Regions from separate parts of the Mus musculus genome. Here region 2 is linked to region 1. Evidence: chromatin contacts called from public Hi-C data. All regions are on one chromosome and are shown on one strand. The core of a region is the stretch at or near the end of the contact, and the rest is flanking DNA. Distances in the headings are between cores, read along the strand shown. Region 1 holds the start of G630018N14Rik (a long non-coding RNA gene). Region 2 has its middle 41 kb from the start of Gm23351.

What was found. A called contact is a pair of places that touch in the nucleus more often than the background predicts.
Region 2: a Hi-C map of embryonic fibroblasts shows a contact between it and region 1, with 2.0 times the contacts expected there. The contact joins the enhancer-like site here to the promoter of G630018N14Rik in region 1. A contact is called at or near these places in 2 of 484 Hi-C or Micro-C datasets (embryonic fibroblasts and embryonic stem cells) and 2 of 115 datasets of contacts at active chromatin or transcription factors (embryonic stem cells and trophoblast stem cells).

The regions. Positions count from the first base shown.
Region 1 is chr13:31,406,468-31,410,964 of GRCm38.p6, reverse strand. It overlaps G630018N14Rik (a long non-coding RNA gene), which reads left to right and starts at 1,862. Exons shown (of 10, transcript XR_003950526.1): 1 at 1,862-2,187; 2 at 3,378-3,610; 3 at 3,990-4,047.
Region 2 is chr13:31,465,983-31,470,479 of GRCm38.p6, reverse strand. No RefSeq gene overlaps it. Among named protein-coding and RNA genes, the nearest start is that of Gm23351, 41 kb to the right of the region's middle. Within about 2 kb of position 2,154, at least 24 of the 459 cell types and tissues checked have an H3K27ac peak or open chromatin away from gene starts, as enhancers often do. A contact at or near this core is called in embryonic fibroblasts, where this site is marked.

The DNA.
Region 1 (4,497 bases), core at 613-3,112:
AGAATGAGGTTGTGTATGGCATGCAAGCAGGCAGACTCTGACTGGTGAAAAAATATGCTTGCTTTGGGCTAATTTAAAAATAATCAGATATGTAAAAATTTGAATTTGGCACTATCAAATTTTGAGCTAATGAGTGAAGAGATACAGCCTCTGGGCCACGACAGAGTCCATCTTTGGTATGTTGATAGACAGCTATGTGAGCCTGTCAAGGAAGTGAAACTATCCTCTGTGCAGAAACCTTAAGCTTAGGAAAATGTATAAGGATTCAATGTTGATTATCTTAAATGTCAAAAAGGAATTTAGTTTATCTATGTCACAAAGATTTCATTCCTGGTAGAAATCATGTAATTATACAATAGGATGGAATTTGGGTAGGAAAACAAGAAACTCAGGAACTGCAAATAGGATCTCTCTACAATCTTCATGATTTGAACTGAACCATCAGCTATAGACCTTTTTCAGCATAAGTAACAGGCAGCTAGGTTTGGGCAGTCACTGTGCATTGGTGTTCTGTCTCTCTAAGGCAAATTCTTTCACGAATTTTTTAGGGTACTGGATAGGATGTGGGATAAATAAAATCACTGCGGCTCCAGGGTTGCTGGGCTTGGATCATCACATTGAAACAGTGGATGCTGAGAAGAAAGATGATGGAAACAGAAGCCAAGAGGACACTGCCCAGGAGGGCATTCAGTTTAGGGACAAAGGCAGGGAGATACCTTCCCTGTAGAAAAGACTCAATCCTATCTTTATTTGGGGGCCACCATGATAATAGGTATGGGGCAACAGATTTTAACAATGTAGGTGTAAGAGAAATACACCAGCTATGTTGTGTTCTCAAAGATGTCTCTATTGATGGCAGATATGTTCTTTTGAATTGAGTCATTCTTAGCTCTTTCAAACAATAATATGCATCATATTTCTGCAGAACCAGCACCTATGAAGTCCATGACGATCTGTATCCTATCATCTTCTTTTGTTAGGAATGCTCACTGTGGAGCAGAGCTGTGCTGCAGCACATTTGACTAGTAGAGCTGAAGTTTCTCCTTAGTTCTGTGGTTCATACCACAAGTTTCTAGGACTGTAATCTCTCACTATGAATGACACTTCTGTCTTACAAACTCCAAACTTTCAAATATCTGACTATCCTGAGAGTGAATACTGCTCGAATTGAAGATATGAAATTTGCGGTGGAGCATTAAAATGAAAGATGCTATGACTGGTTAACTCCACTCTGAGGGAATTTTGCGTTTTGCCTGATTGGACATACCAGAAAACTATTTAAAAGTTTGATTTACTCCCTGTAAAGAAGGCTGTGTTGTTTAAGATGGTTATAGCATATTACACTGCACTTATGGACAGAAGCTGTATATAGCTGCCAGGCTTCAAGCTCCTTCATGTTTATCAGGATGCTTTCAAATTGTCCGCATGTCCTTATGGAAGCATCTCTCTGTCCCAGTCCACACCCTATCTCGGGGTTCATTTGTGTGCTCTTTAAGAGTTCCCCTTGGCTTCTCTAAGTATATGCATATGGCTTGAAATATATTAATCACTTTTCAAAGTCTTCAAGTGCTTGCAATAATTTCCATAAACCAAATTTAATTCAGGTGGGCCTGCTGCCAACAGACGGACCAACCCCAGGGTGGGTCTCTGGCATTTCTTCTTGAATGCTTCATGCCATTAAGGAGAAGTGTTTCAAGCAAAAAGGGAGAGTCCAATTATGCCAAGTTGTGAAGGTTTTTTTTTTTTTTAATGTCCTGTTTTTACAGTAATCTAAGGTTTTGTGCCAAGCCATAAGTATGCCTAATTTTAGCTCAGCTCCTCAGTCAGAAGCAAGCATGTCTGTCTGTCTGTTCTCTTTCAGTTCTTTACATTAGCTCCCTTAAGGCTCTATCTGCCTTTGAGCTTGCTTACCGGCAGTGCTTCTGACCACTCATGGGTTAATTTGAGGCAGCACAGCCAGGCGCCTGTCAGCTCTAATGGATTCATCACTATTAATAAGTTTGGCGCCTAATTTACTACGAGCTGGCACTGGCAATGACGCTGAGAGATCACATGTCCCAGCTGATGCGCAGATTCTTCCCCACTGAAATGGACGTTTCTGCCAAAGTCAATGAGTAAAACTGACAGTGCGGATGACTAACCTCCAGCCCAGAGCCTTTGGCAGCTCACACCTTTGTGCAAAGCACGGTACGTTGTTTAAATTCTTTCAGATTATGATGATGGCAATAGTAGAGATATTTAGTAAATGAGGGAAGTGTGGCCTCCCTACTATCTGCAATGAAGCCTGCAAAAAGGGGATCATTGTTGGCAGGGGGACCTAGTATCATTTGTGAGAGGAGAGAAATGATCAGACCCTTTGCCACACCCTGCTGCCTGTGCTATAGGCCAAACAAATGCCTATCATTGGCCTCAGTTGAAAAGCTAATTTGCAGCTTGTTGAAAAGATGAGGCTCTTTGATACAGAGAAATATCTGGAAAGCAACAGAGTGCACAATACCCACATTTGCTCAGGAGCTGGATATGCCAAAGTGATGATAGTCGAAGAACTTTGGTGATTTTGCAATTTTACAGTCTCCAGATGCCCTGAACATCTAATGTTGATTCACAGCTCTCTGTAAAGCAAGAAGAGTCATGCTAAGATCAGAGAGGTCATTCCTGGTATCCAAGACCAGGCAGTTGGCATAGATAAACAGGAGACAAATGTCCAATGGCACAGCCTCGCCTGATACAAACTTAAGATCTCCATTTGGAAGAGGGAAGCTACTGAGTTTCAGAGGGTCTCTACTTACTATATTAAACTTGGTTTCTCTTTGAGGCCATCTTAAATTCATGACTTACAACCTCAGCCCATGGTCTGGGGTATAAGGACAGTTCAATATCAGTGCTTGCTTTGTAGTTCAAAATTATCTTAAAATTCTTATACGTGGAATTAAAACATTTTAGGAGTTGTGATGTCCTAAAACAAAATGTTCTGATCATGCCCAGTGAGGACAAAAAGGATGGACCTGTGTTTTCTAACCTCAGCCGTATCAAAGCAATGCAGTTGAGAGCATTGGAAGGAGGGTGTTCTATGCACTCACGGTCTGGATTCTTTGACTCTACATCTTCAAGAAGATGTAAAGTACAAGTCTTTACCTTACTGGAGGAACTAATAGCATTCATTACTCAGATGTTGTTCTGGTTTTTGGTTGTTTTGTTTGTTTTCCTACACAGCATCTACCGGACCAGTTTTGATTTTGTCATAGCTTCTTAGCTTGCTTATTCTCCATGTTGCTCCCTCTGGTTTTCAGCTTTGTGAAACCCTATTGTACACTCAAGTTTACCAGCATCTTTTGTCCTCTCCATTATAAGATTAATTTTGGTTTTATATTTTTCAGATCCAGTAGTTCCCTTTGGTTCTTTATCAGCATCTATTTCTCTGATGAGCTTGAGGAACTGTTATTATTAGCTATAGGTACACGCCTTTATATCCTAGAACAACACCAAAATATCATTTTAAGTTGATTCTTCTCAAACAATGACCATCTGTATAAAATACGAATGTCTGACCAAGGAAATATGTGTGTTTTTTGGATAATACATGCATGTTTTGGAGACACAATTTTAAAAGGTAAGGTTTAATTGGACAATCTTAAAATCCTGACAGAGTATAACCTGTTGTTATATATCAGTGATCCACCTAGAAGAAACTGTTAGTTATATGACCCAATTTTAATATCATCTATTCTTTGTCTGATTATAGGAAGTGCCTTCTTAATTGAGTGAAAATATGCATCTTAAATGGGGCTTGAGTTTTGCAAAGATTTATTTTTTTCCTTCTTGTTAAAACAAACCATTTTGTCTGCTAATTATGAATCTTAGTCATTGTGGGTCAGACTACATTGAGGCGCCTCTTGAGTTTCTTGTGGATGTTATAAATGGTTTGATGTAGAAACTCTGAATTATGGTATGCTCTTCTGGGAAACATTGTGTTTTTTGTTTAATCTCAGTTACACAGATTGGTCCCGAGGATTCACAGACTGGTCTAAGGCTCTGGACTCCACCTTGGTAGGTATTCCTACCCTTCAGCCCACTTTGGGGTTCTCTTCTGTGTTTCCCTTGTTCTCCATGTTGAATCCAGTTGTTGCAGCAGTGTTAAGTAAAAGAAGATCTTCTTCCTCTCTTAGAACTTGAAAAGCCATTGTATTTCCATGTGCTGTCTAATGGTAGGGATTTTTATAGCCTCAGGAAATTATTTCTAAGCATCACTGTTTACAAATTATATTTTTTCAGTATGCTTTGATCAAGGTAAGAACTTTTGTGATAGGTTTAACTCTTGTACTAGAACCTTTGATACTAAGCATCACTCATAATTTATATTTTATTCTCATTCAAAAACAAATGTTTTCTGAAGGCTCAACATGTGGTGGGATGAAATACAGAGTAAGACATCCTGACAGCCCATTATAGCACTCCCAGTTGGTAATTGTTTCAGCTTAAATGTACAAGAGGGAAGGA
Region 2 (4,497 bases), core at 905-3,404, 59 kb before region 1:
CTGACTCTGTGCCTGGACTCCATGCTTGCTTAAAGCCTGGCTGTGTGGCAATACACATCAGAGAGCAGTTGATATTACAGATGTTCTGAGCAATGGGGAAAGTAAGTACGAAATAAAGGGGAAAAGAAGGAAGAAAGAGTAAACGATAAACCACACAGTAAAATAATGAAGAGGAATTTAGAGACCTGGGCAAAGAGCCAGGCAAGACACAGAATTAAGCATCACTGAATTATGCTTGGAAGCAAGTGTGGTTATTCATGTATTCTGGTTCTCACTTCAGACTAGGCCTCTAATTCTCCCCTAAGACATTATTAATCTCAAATATATATGCACATATACACATGCGTATGTGTGTACCCTATACGTACCATATCCACAGACACATGCACATGAGCTCTACAGATAATCCTCCACCTACAATGGGCCACATCTTACCCACTGTAAGTAGAAAATAGAAGTTATTTACTGTGCCTGACAACTTAGCCACAGCTAAACTGTGCTACCGTGTGTCAGTTCTCTGTCATCGCATACGGACTGGGTGCCATAACTTATTGCCACTATCCAGCATCATGATGGAGGATGAGGCTATATCACCAGCTTGGGGATAGGTTCAAATTCAAACCCAAAGTACAATTTCTATTAAATGCTTTCACTTCTCATATGAAAAGCTGAACATTCCAAAATGGAGTCATCTTAAGCATATATTTAAATGAGAAGTTTAATAAGCAGGAAGGTCCAAGTGTGGATGCTTCAATCCCACTTAGAAGGGGAAACAAAATAATCACAGGAGGCAGAAGGAGGGAGGGACCTGAGTGGGAGATAAAAGAGGGAAGGGAAAGGGGGAACAGGATTGCCTAGGTATTGGGGCGGGGGGAAAGGAGAGAAGCCCAGAGGGCAAGGAGAATGAATAGAAATATGCAACCCCATGGGTGGGGTGGGGAGGTCGGGGTGGGAGATCCTCTGGAAAGTATTAGTGACCTGGAAGGTAAGAGACTCTCAGGACTCAATGGGGGTGACCTTAGCCAAAATACCCAACAATGGGGAGAGGCAACTTGAAGAGTTCACCTTCAGTATAGACAAGTCATCAAGTGGAGGGATGGGGTTACCAGCCCACAGTCAAAATTGCTAGCCCAGGATTGTTCCTGACTAAAAGAACTGCAGGGATAAAACAGAAAAGAGAGACTAAAGGAAAGGCAGCCCAGTGACCAGCTCAACTTGGGATCCATCCCATGGGGTAGGCCCCAAGGCCTGACACTATTACTTATGTGCTTACAGACAGGAGCCTAGCATGGCTGTCCTCTGAGAGGCCCTGGAAGCAGCTGACTGAGACAGATGCAGACGCTTATACCCAACCATTGGATTGAAATCGGAGACTACTGTGGTTGAATTAGGGGAAGGATTGAAGAAGCTGAAGGGGAGAGCAACCCCATAGGAAAACCATCAGTCTAAGCTAACCTGGATCTCCCTCCCGAACCCCCCCCCCCCCCCCCAGAGACTGAGCCACCAACCAAGCAGCACACCCAGGCTGGTCAGAGGCCTCCAGCACATATATAGCAGAGGACTGCCTGGTCTGGCCTCGTGGGAGAAGAATGTGTCTAATCCTCGAGAGACTTAAGGCCCCAGGGAAGGGGGATGCCTGGTGGTAGGGAGCACCCTCTCAGAGGCAAGGGGGAGGAGCGATGGGATGAGGAACTGTGGGAGGGGGGACTAGGAGGGGGTCAATGGCTGGAATGTAAAGAAATAAAATAATTTAAAAAAGGGGGGGAGAGAGTAAAGGAAAACGTGAGAGATCCGCCTTCATGAAGAGGAAATATGGGTCCAGACAGAATCTGGAAGCTGGGATGTTTAGTTGGAACACATTGATCATCTTAAAAGGTATGCTGGAAAATGTGTAAGAACAACTCTGAGGGAAGAGGACCTGTGAGGCCCCATTCATCTGTCAGCCCATCTTGATGGTGTTAATCTGGCCAGGTTGAAGTCACTGCTATCATGGGCTAGAAGCAGAGTTGAGAGCGCAGCCTCTCAGCTAACTTAGCTGCTTTATTTCCCAGAGAAGATCCAGGTAAGCCCCCGGTTCCTACTCTCACAGACAGCCAGACCTTTTAGGGCAGTGGACATTGCTGGGTGTGGGTCTGACAATGGCATGAACCACTTGATGGGCAAGTTTCACAGACACATTCCTGTGGTTCCTTGGTTGTTTTGAGAGACTTAGTCACAGCTCTAAGTTTCTAATTACAGGGTTTAGCTTTTATTTTTAAAAACAATGTGGTCTTGAAGTAGGTAACCTCTTCAGCATTTGCACTCGAACTGTGGGCTCCATCCTCCAAAGCCTCTGTACATACAGCCTGCAAAGACAGACACATAAAAGATTTTTAATCAAAGGGCTAGTAAGCTTTAATTCCTTTATAAGAAAGGGTTAAGATGAGATGAAGGTGGCCATTTAAGGGTTGTTGTCCTAGAAGTCCCATTTTGAGTCTCAGTTCGGTTCCTATCCAAGAAATCTATTACATTTTAATAAGATTTATTTGCCTAGCATATCTCATGTTAAAATAAGACCAAAATATAAAACATGGTTTCTATACATTACATGGTTTACTGCTGTACAGGGAGATTGTCTTTTTGTCCTTTTCACAGTACTTATAAAGAATAATGAGAACAAATGTCAGAGCGAGCCAGGTTGCTAGCCACAGAGTGATGCCAGCTTCATTTGGATTGAATTATTAGAGTCCAGCTGTCCATTTAGCAGGAGACCGCACATGTGCATTCCACTAGATGCTTAGGTGTGCCTTTTTAGCAGGGCCTCTGGAAGAAATAGCAGAGGTTCTTGAGGGCAGGCAAGGTCCCTCACTACGTGTACAATGCAGAAGGAACAACGTTTCAATGACAAGCTGCAGTTGGCCGAGAACAGCCTCAGTTCCCAACGTCTCTCAGTATCTTGGGTTTATATGTGTTTGGGAGTCCTACAGTTGAGGGCAATAACTCCTGTATGTTTCCACTAAGGTATGACATCTCATAATCTCAGGGCAGAGTTCTGCTCCTTTTACTTGGCAGTCAGTTAGTAGGTGCTCTTGCACTAACTGATAACTAGGATCATCAACTATAAAAGAGGAAAGGTTCATGTTGGCTTACAGTTTCAGAAGTTCCAGTCCATGGTCAGTTGACCTGATTGCTTCTGGCCATATGGTGGGCCAGAACATCATGGGAGAGCATGCTAGGGTGTGGGAGAAATGGAAGGGGAGAAGGTAAGAGAGAGCACTAGGGTCTCACAATCTCTGATGACCTAAGCCCACCAAGCCCTACTTCTTAAACTGCCTTACATCCTTGTAACACCAAATCACACATTAAGCTTTCAACACATGGACCTTTGGGACCCAAAGGTCACACATAAGAGCCAAAATACAGCAATTCTCATGCAACAGACTAAGTGTTTAGCATCATTTCAAAATCACATTATATGGCTACAGGGCCAGTTGGGTTACTGTTTTACACTGACAAAAAATTGTCATGAAATTATGAAACTATTAAAGTCAAGAAAATTACATGTCTTGCTATGAAGTGTGACTTCTATTGTTAAAACTGAGGGTTTAAATGGAATTATGCTAGAAAGAAAAGTAATGAACATTTTTAAAGCATAAAGCATGCACCAAATGGACCCCATGCCAAGCTTTTAGATCTTTCATTGCTTCTCATGATGGCCTTAAAAATTACAAGTTGTCTGAGAAAGTCATTTGTACAAGGTTGGCCATTCAGCCGCACATAACTGAGCCAACATTTCAGAGCACCTAGTCATTTGACCCCATGTTAGGTCAAGGTTAAATAGCTGCATTGAGGATGCAGGGTCACTACAGTAAGACCCCAAGAGCATGCCATTAGGATTCAGATACTCATCAATTTGAAATGGACTCATGTCCTGATAAAATCTAGGATAAAATCCTAATTGGAATTTTCAAAGGGAGAAATGCACTTGATCCACCTAAACACATTTCCTGCTCAACACTGCTCCTGCTCCCTGACCCACTAAGTTGCAGGATGCTCTGTGCAATTAAGAATGTTCCCTATTATGATTGTGAAGCTCAATGTTCTGCCTATCATATTGTTATCCTGGGAAAAGATCCTCGCCCATGAATGTGTTCTCCTGAAGATCTAATCACTTTTGCATCATTGGGACAGTTCTGTATGGGAAAGCAAGACCAAGATGTAGGTTGTCTGGGGTAGGACATGCTCCATGGACAGTGTCTTGCAGGGGAACACTGAGCATGCCTCAGACTCCAGGTACCTTAGTTAGGGCTGCACCTCAAACTCAGCCCTGCCTTCCCATAAAACATGTCTGGACTCTTCAGCAGTTCTCAGAAGTAGAAAGGTGCAGGAAACACGAAGTTCCTTGTAATTCACTCTTCCTTCTCCTCCTTCTCCATCTCCCCCTAATTCCTCCTTCAAAAAAGCACTCTAGGACTGGAGAGATGGCTCAGTGGTCAACAACACTTGTTGCTCTTACAG